2 separate regions of the Gossypium hirsutum genome follow, and region 2 is linked to region 1. A link is a contact called in public Hi-C data. All regions are on one chromosome and are shown on one strand. Each heading gives the region's core, a stretch centred on a gene start, on an enhancer-like site or on the middle of the called end of the contact. The rest is flanking DNA. Distances are from core to core; before and after follow the strand shown.

The links. Hi-C and Micro-C count contacts between places; a contact is called where the count stands out from the background.
Region 2: a Hi-C map of leaf shows a contact between it and region 1, with 1.8 times the contacts expected there. The contact joins the enhancer-like site here to the promoter of LOC107936910 in region 1. A contact is called at or near these places in 19 of 34 Hi-C or Micro-C datasets (anther, callus, fibers and 4 more).

The regions. Positions count from the first base shown.
Region 1 is chrD13:56,922,297-56,926,920 of Gossypium_hirsutum_v2.1, reverse strand. LOC107936910 (probable UDP-N-acetylglucosamine--peptide N-acetylglucosaminyltransferase SEC) reads left to right here and starts at 1,939. Exons shown (of 27, transcript XM_016869701.2): 1 at 1,939-2,435; 2 at 2,879-3,024; 3 at 3,109-3,207; 4 at 3,321-3,371; 5 at 3,481-3,597; 6 at 3,802-3,858; 7 at 4,360-4,479. The coding sequence starts at 2,246.
Region 2 is chrD13:56,992,399-56,997,022 of Gossypium_hirsutum_v2.1, reverse strand. No RefSeq gene overlaps it. Among protein-coding and RNA genes, the nearest start is that of LOC121225156, 5.1 kb to the left of the region's middle. Within about 2 kb of position 2,717, at least 3 of the 9 cell types and tissues checked have an H3K27ac peak or open chromatin away from gene starts, as enhancers often do. A contact at or near this core is called in hypocotyl and leaf, where this site is marked.

The DNA of each region.
Region 1 (4,624 bases), core at 690-3,189:
TGTTTGATGTGTTTAAATTAGAGGAGGAGTAGACCCTGTTTAAGAGTAGATATTGCGTAATTAAGTGGAGTTGCATGCAATCCTAGAAATAGAATAAAATAAATCTATCGGATCAGAGCCAAATCTAATAGAGGAATCCATAGCACCAGTTAATGTGATAATAATGGTTTTAATTAGAAAGAAATTTCATTTAATCAACCTAGAGTCAGTTGCTCTTACTCTCGAAAGAGATATTAGCATAAATTAGAGATTTCTGCGGATCAAGTTACTAAGTAAAGAAATTGCGTAATTTAGATTGATAGTAACAGATGAAATCTAGGTGAATTCTTTCCTATATATTATTTGCTTCTTGGTTGTTAATCATTTATTTCCTGATTTATTCTTTGCTGTGTTCACTAGTTAATTAATTTAGTTAATTTTAGTTTTTAATCAATCACTCGATTTATTCGGCTAAATAATAGAAAGATGGTAATTACTAATACTTTTAGTCTTCGTGGGAACGATATCTATACTCACCGTAGTTATACTATTAATTGATAGGTGCATTTGCCTTAGTCAATTTTTTAGTTAGTTTCGGACGTATCAAGTTTTTGACTCTCTTCCTTTGAGGACACATCTCTTAGAAGAAACATGATGTCCCCTCCAATGAGAACTTAGGAAACAAGAAATAATGTCACCAAGTGGACTCTATGCCTCCACATATGTAAAAGCCCAAACAATAATTTCATAGGAGGCACGATTATTATCTAGAATGACAATGACATGTCTTTTGTCTCTGTCAAAAGTAGGAGTGAGCAAAACTCGATTCAATTCAAAAAAATAAAAAAAATTCAAATTTTGAGTTAATCAAATCGAGTTATTTGAGTTATTCGAATCAACTTGAATAAGTAATTCAAGTTTCTAGTTCAAATCGAGTTGAATTTTACAATTTGAATAACTCGAATAATTCAAATAACATATTTGTGTAAATACCTTTGTCAAGTTTGAAAATGAGCAAATCGGTCTCTCTTAACAAAAATTACAAAAAAAAATCAAAATAATTTTCAAAATTCAAAATATTTATAAAAATTCCAAAATTTATATTTTTAAAAAATTATAAAAATTTCAAAAAATATATATAAAGAAAGTTAGAAAAAATTCTAGAATAATAATTTTGGAAACCTAAATAAGTTAATTAATGATTCAAGTTTATCATACTAAAGTATTTTTTTATTATTTTACTTTGAAAAAATTTTCAAATATATATGATTTCAGATTTATGTACTTTAATATGAAATTAGTTATACTGTAACAAGATTTGAATTTAACATGTTTAATTTTTTAATTTAACTTGAATATTTCGCTCGGTTCGACTTTACTCGAATTCCATTTCACTAGAGTCGATTCTAAAAAATTTTAAATTAAATTAAAATGATAAAATGAGACTCGTCAACTTAAAAAATTTTCGCTCAATTTGATCGAATACTGAAACTAATCAAAATGTGATGTAGTAACTTCAAAACTTGGATTATCCTCAACAATATCTTTTCTTACAAGCTTGCTATTAAAGATTGTAAGTGGATCAACATTATCCTCGACAAATCAAAGGCAGGGCGTAGTCTTGTCCTAACTTTTTCAGGTTGTCTAAAAAATCTTCAAGTTCATCAAAATTGTTCAAGATAGAAACCACAATCTAACAACTTAGAAAGGAAACAAGAAATTGGGCAAATAATATTTCTTTCTAATTGCCATGATTTTCCTCTGTTTTCATATTATTTGCGATTCAACGTACTTTTTGGGGTTAAGAATTTTCAAGAATTAATATTTATTGTTAGGGGTAAAAGTTTATGTTCTCTTTTATTGGTCAAATAACGTAAAACTTTACCAGTTTAATCACCCAAACAGGTCATCAAACATTCAAACTAGATACGTGTCAGTAATGAACAGAATCTTCTTTTTTGTTTTCACCGTACTCACCAAACGGCTTCATCTCCTCCGTACACGTTCAGATCAACGACTCACATTTATCTTCTATTTAGTATATAAAGTATCCGACGACAGGTCTTAAGAAAATAGCGGAAATTGGCTGAGAAAAAAAAAAAGGAAACAGAGAAAAGAAGAAGAAAGCTCGATTACTGAACGGTGGCGTTTGATCGAGTGCACTTCTTCTCCGTCGCGTTTCATTTCTAGGCCTTTGATCTGATAGATTTCAAAACCTTTTTCCCCCATCTTTTTGATGATTCTTCTTTATTGAGGGAGATCGAAAATGTTGTCGTTGCAAAACGGAGTTGGGATCTCTAGGGCCGCTCCGTACGGCGTTGGAATTTTCGATCGAGCTGATGAAACCTCCGATGCTGAGGCGGTAGCTGCTGGAAAATCCGCCGTTTATGCGGTGAAGCAGGAGCCGGCTTCTTCGTTCAGTATTGTGCCTCATAATGGACATGATTCACATGAAGGTTCACATCTTCATTTTTTTATATCAATAGTTTAAATTATTGTTGTTTCTTAATTTTGGAGCTTAAATATTTATCTTTCATAAAAATTACAATAAACGCGCAAAATATTAGATTATAGCAGTTCCTTTTTATTTTTTAAAACATGAAGTTTGATTATAATATTTCTTATTTGATTTCTTTAAAGCTATAATTTTGAGTTAGATCTGTCTTTTTGTTTTGGAAAAATCGTGTTGATACATAAATTTTAGACTTTTAGGGTTTTTTTTGTGTATCACTATTATTCGTTTTTAGCTTTCAAAATTGGAATAATTTAATTACTTTATGCCTGTCTGAAGAATTTATTATATATGCTTTACTGTAAAATTCTAAATCCATAGAATATTTTATCTGTGTAACATCTTATTTTAATCGCTGATGTCACCAATGATTTGCTTTTGATGCAGTTGATGAAGATATGCACTTGGCTCTAGCTCATCAGATGTACAAATCTGGAAACTACAAACAAGCATTGGATCATAGCAGTGCTGTTTACAATCAAAACCCACTTCGTACTGATAATCTGCTTCTTTTGGGTGCTATTTATTATCAGGTAAAATATTTCCTTTTTTTTGTCTTCCTTTAACAAGGAAATTGTTTTGTAATTTTATATTAATGCCTTTGAATATGTTTGCAGTTACATAATTATGATATGTGCATCGCCAAAAATGAAGAAGCCCTTCAAATCGAGCCTCGTTTTGCAGAGTGCTATGGAAACATGGCAAATGCTTGGAAGGTACATGTTAATCTTTATGTCAATTTTTTGAAGTTGAATAAAATAAAAAAAAAAGAAAAGAAGAGAAAGTTGTTGAAGAACTGATGGAGGTGTATTTTTTCCCTAACATGTAGGAAAAAGGCGATATTGATGTTGCCATCCGGTACTATATGATTGCAATTGAGGTTTGTATATGGTTATAAAACCTTGTTTTGTTAGCTTTTTGTCTTTCTGTTTTGCTTGCCAAATCTGTTGTTAGATTGTTAATCTTTGCTTGAATTTGCATTGCTGCAGCTTCGACCTAACTTTGCTGATGCATGGTCGAATCTAGCAAGTGCTTACATGCGAAAAGGAAGATTTAATGAGGCTGCACAATGTTGCCGTCAAGCACTGCAACTAAATCCTCTTCTGGTATATTTTAATCTGGTTATGTCTTATTATAATCCAGTTAAATGTTCTAAACTTATAATTCAGTACGATGTTCAACATTACAATTTCTATTGTTTTTTGTTTCTTTGTTTGCTTAGCAACTGTGACTCCGAATTTAAGATTTCAATAAGAGTTTCTGACCTATGTGCAAGACATCTGACCTACATTGTTTTAATTGCCTTGCAGGTTGATGCTCATAGTAATCTTGGAAATCTAATGAAGGCACAGGGGCTGTTGCAAGAAGTAAGTGTCCACAAATGAAATGTTTATACTGTTTGGTAGCCTAGCCTCATAACTGGCTGCCAGGGATGTGAAATCCTTGGGTTGAATTATGTTAAATTGTTAACTGATATAATTCACGCCTTTGGCATTACCATGTTGAAGTCTTCAACTAGGATTTGGTTGGACCTCATTCCGTTCCATCGTTTGGTGGAAGTGGTCTAATCTTTTGCTTGCTTTGAGTGTGTATTCTCATTGCTGAATTAACCTGGCCTTGACTCTTATCATCCTGCCCAATCAGAAAGTGAGGGGAAACATCCTTCCCTTGTCTATAGATCTTTGTTGTGTATGTCTTTATCTGGTAAGTTACTGATGGAGGTAATTCATGTGTGGAACTGTGTCTCGATATCACAGTTCAATACAGATATCAACTTGTTATCTACAGGCCAGGGCTCAGATGATGGTTGGTCTTGTTATAACTTCATCTGCAGAGATCGAAATTGTCAGAACTAACGTTTTGTGCAGGCATACAGTTGCTATCTTGAGGCTCTACGCATACAGCCAACTTTTGCTATTGCATGGTCAAATCTTGCGGGTCTTTTCATGGATTCGGGTGACTTAAATCGAGCCCTTGAGTATTACAAGGTATGCAGAATCTTGTTTTTTATCTTGTTTTTATCTTGTCCAAATTCTGTAATTTACATCTTACTGATTGCCATAGATCACATGACCAACTTTTCAGTGCTGCTTCTTTTTTAATAATTTTCTATGAGATTATAATCTACCATAC
Region 2 (4,624 bases), core at 1,468-3,967, 69 kb before region 1:
AGGCGTATATATATAAATGTATAATGGAGCTAGACATATATATATATATAGTAAAACGAATGTATATATATAAGCTAAAAAATATTTAAGAAGAGATATAGATATATATACATAATAAGATATAAAGATATATAATAAGATATGTATATAAATAGTTATAATAGTAATAATAATAGGACAAGTATATTTAAATTTAAATAAGCAAAAATAATAATATAACAATAATAATATAAGGCTAATGGTATAATATAGTAGTAGTAACAAGATTAAAGATAGTTAATTTAACAGTAAAATAGCTAAAACAAAAAAGATTAAATTGAAAATAAACAAAATCTTAAGGGGCAAAATCAAAAATAAGAAATGGATTAAATCGCGAAGCGCGACAGGAAGGGGACTTGAAAGGAAATTTCCCCGCGTTGGTTAAACGGTGCCGTTACAGTGCAGCGTATGCACAGGGTTCACGGATCAAATTGAAACAGACACGAAATTCGTGGCCAAAATCGAAAAAATAAAAAGGATCGCATCGAACACACCACAAAGGAAGGGGGATCTATGGCGCAAATATCCCCTAAAAGTAAAACGCGGATCCTTCCCTGGGTCGGGTCACCGCGCGGGTCAAAAAAGGGGAGACCTAAAACGGCGTCGTTTTGTTCTCTTTATAAAAACCAAATTTTTTTTTAAATTTTCATTTTTTCTCTTCTTCTCCAGAAAAGCCAAAAATTTTCCTCTCAAATCTCTCTCCCTCTCCCTCAGCCCAGAATCCGGAAACTTCAAAAAAGGTAATTTTTTTCTTTTTTTTTGTTATATATATTATACGTATATAAATAAATGAACAAAAAAATAAAAATAAAAATAAAAAATAAAAAATAAAAGGGGTAAGGATATGTAAAAACGAAAACAAAAAGAGCCAGAAATCACCTTTGATTTTTTTTGTGTTTCTTATTTCTGAAAAATGTTACAAAGAGGAAAGGAAAAGAAAATCAAAACCCCCCCGTTACAAAGGTTTCAATCTGTTTGTATACCGATTTCAAAAAAACAAAAGTCCCCCCCTTTTTTTACATTTGTTTTGGCTTTTTAAAGCCTTCTTGTCATTGCTTCTGTCTTGTTCGTTTCTCTCTTTTGCAGATGGCAGGCGGCGCGAGCAGGACGATGGGACAGTGGCGGTGGCAGCCTGCAGACGGCGCTGGTCAGAAGAGGCAGAGGGACGAAGGCCCTAGGTGCGGCGCACCTAGGGTTAGGGTAAATTTTTTCTGATTTGTGTTTTTGGGTATTTGGGCTGTGATGGGTTTCGGGTTTGGGCCAAGTTATTGGGCTGGTTATTATTTTGGGTTGTAATTGGGTTAGTTGGACCTGGTGTATCTGTTTTGCTGGTATGGGCCCGGGCAAAATTGAGCTTGTACATAAATTATTTGAATTTTAATTATTTATGTTTATACGATTTTTTCGTTAATTTGTTAAAATAAAAAATAAATTGTATATAGAATTAAATGTGTAAAATTAGATAGAAATGATAACATTGGAGAAATGAGTTACATTTGAAAATGGACGTGGTTTCTTACAAAGTTTGGAAATAGCCCGAGAATTAATTTAAGTTTTTCGAATTATTATTTAATTAAATAATTGAACTTCAAGAATAGAATTAAATTAATTGGTTATTGTGAATCCATTGAATATGAGAATTAAATATATTTTCTTATAAATTCTTTTACGGTAAAGTTATCATAGTTTTAACAGAATTAGAAATGAGTTGAGAAAATTATTTAATTGGATTATTAATTAAATTAAATTAATAAATAATATTTATTTGAGAAATAGAAAAACATGTATGAAGTTGAATTAATTTATAAAATGTTGGGTTAAAAGTTTAGGAATCACATATAATTGGACCCAATAAGGAGAGATCCAAAATCTCTCATAATACATATGAGGCGTGGCAAACCTAGTATATATTTAGCTAGGGTGTATCGCCCCCCTCTACTAGTTGAACTATGATACTAATTTTTCTATTATATAAGTATTATTTGTATTATACTATTCAACCAACATTTTTCTGTCTCTCCCTATAAATAAATGACATTAGTAGGGCTAAAAAACAAAACACACACAAGTTATATACAACTTTTAGATATTATTATTTTGCTCGAAAAGAGTGAGAATTTATTTTCTAAAAATAATTTTTTTTGGAATAACAATTCTATCGATTTCTATAGAGAGAGAGAGATTTACTTTACTACTGAAAGTAATAATTTTTTTTTAATTTTGTGTTTGATTCGTGATTGTTCAAGCTCACATTCAAAACGATTCGTGGTATGAGAATCACGAAGAAGGATGTTCGGTTGAAAGTCGGAAACGTCAAGGAATTGTCTCACACAAAGCATGTGTAATTTTCGAGAAAAAATTATTACTATAAAAATCACAATCTGACTAAATTTTAAAATTTTAATTTTTCTACTATAACAAAAAAAAAATTTAAAATTGAAGTTTTTGCATATCTAGATATGGAGGGATATAACAATAACCATAGTTTATCCACGGTGGAAATCACATGCCCGACTAGCTCATGAGATTTGAAGTAAAAATCTTTCCTTTTGGAGCGAAAGGTCACAGGAACATGATGTTTGGGGTAAATTTTGTTACATGGAATTTAGATTGCTGTGGACAAGCAGCTTACAAAGGAATGGGGCTCTGCACAATAGAATCGGACCTGTACCCTAAACCCAAACGTTAAGGGAGGCCTAATAGGCTGCTTGTTCAACAGAAGATGATTGGTTCAAGCAAGTACACCAATCAAATGAACCTTAGCACCATTATGTGACTAGATTCAAGGGTTTAGGGTAATCTTATAATTAGTTTAACATCATAAGTTATTCTTGAATGATACTAGCTTGGAGATGTTCATCAGCTATTCTTACCACTAGGAATATATTTCCTTTTCTCCACTTCTATTTTGTTTAAGACTTGGCATGGAGCCCCATTTTGGCCCGAGTCTAATTCGGTGTCTTAGGAAATTGGGTTATGTGAACCTTTTGCATATTTTGGGTATTTGCCCATTTGGCAAAGCCCAACTTTAATTAGGGCTTGGTTTCATTGAATACCATAAATTAAATAAGTACTAAAATTTGTTTGGTGTAGAATATAATTAGATTTTTTGATAAATAATAATTTTTAAAATTTTAAAATTAAAGTGTTCAAAGGATAATGCTAAAAGAACAAAAATAAATATTTTTTTTAATATTAAGTGATAACTGATAAGTAGCTGCTTATATATATTTAGACTGTTTTTGGGTAAATAATGGTAAAGGAAAATAAGAGAAGGTTAAAAAGAAGAAGTGATATATGTTTATTTTGTTTGAATAGTTTTTTTTTAAAATATATAATTGGGGATGGGGAATGGAATTGTTTAAGATTTAATCTAACAGCATAATACTCTTGGCATTAGGTTGTTGGCATTCTGTTTGAATAGTTAAAATTAATAAAAGAAATGAATGTGAAAGATTTTTCACTATCTTTATTTGGTTAAACAGTGGAAAGTTAAGAAAATGATTGTTTATAATATTTTTTTCCCCAAATTGGGGTAATTAAAATATTAAGAGAATTGAATATAATTTACTTTATTTTGTTTAAATAAATAAACCCTTAATTGATTTGGTTTAATTATAAAACTCACCCGATTTCTAATCATCGGGGAAGAAATGATAAATCCTTTATTTGGGAAGCTCCAATTGGATATAGTGAGTGCGTGTGTGGTGTGGGTATATATTGATATCAAGATTTTAGCACATTTTAATTAAGGTAATTAATACCATATCAACAAACGTCCTGTTTTGCTATTGGTATCGATGTGTATTGATATTGCTATAATTTGATGTATCATTTTCATTTTTTCAATAGTTTAAAAAATATATAATATAAGAAAAATGTTTACAGATATTAAATCATACTCGTTAATCATATATAATATCACGAATTATTGGTTTGATTATAGTTACTATACGTCATTGCATCATATTAAAAGTCGAAAACTAATTGATGTTTTATATAAATAATTTTATAATATATTTTATTTATTATCAATTTATTTATTTTTGGTTTAGGCAGAATTTATTAAGTTAATGTTGTTCGTTAGGTCCTATAATTTTCAAACCCAACAAATCATTGAAAGTCTTGTAGTTGTAAGAGTAAAATGGTTGCCCCCACCTATTTTATTATTTTGGTCACTAAATTATAAAAAAATTCAATTTCATCACTAATATTATTATTTATTTTTGTTTTGGTCATCCCGTTAAATTGTTAGTGAAAATGGTTTACTTCAGTTATCAACACTTGTATATTTTATTAAATCAACTCTAAATTTAAATAATTTAACAAATTTAATCATTGACATTTACAATTTCTTTCAATTTAGTTCTCATACGTGGATAAGCCTAGCTCTAGCATGAATTTGACAACTTTGGATTACTTGGTGACTATTAAAACCATTTTCTTTACCATTCCTCTAAAGCTAAAGACCAATGCAACAAATCCCACAATTCCACTATAGAGAACTTAACAAGCTTCTCTGTGCATTAAGATTTATAAGTAAAAATCATACCATCCTCCATATAAATTACACCCCAAAAAAATT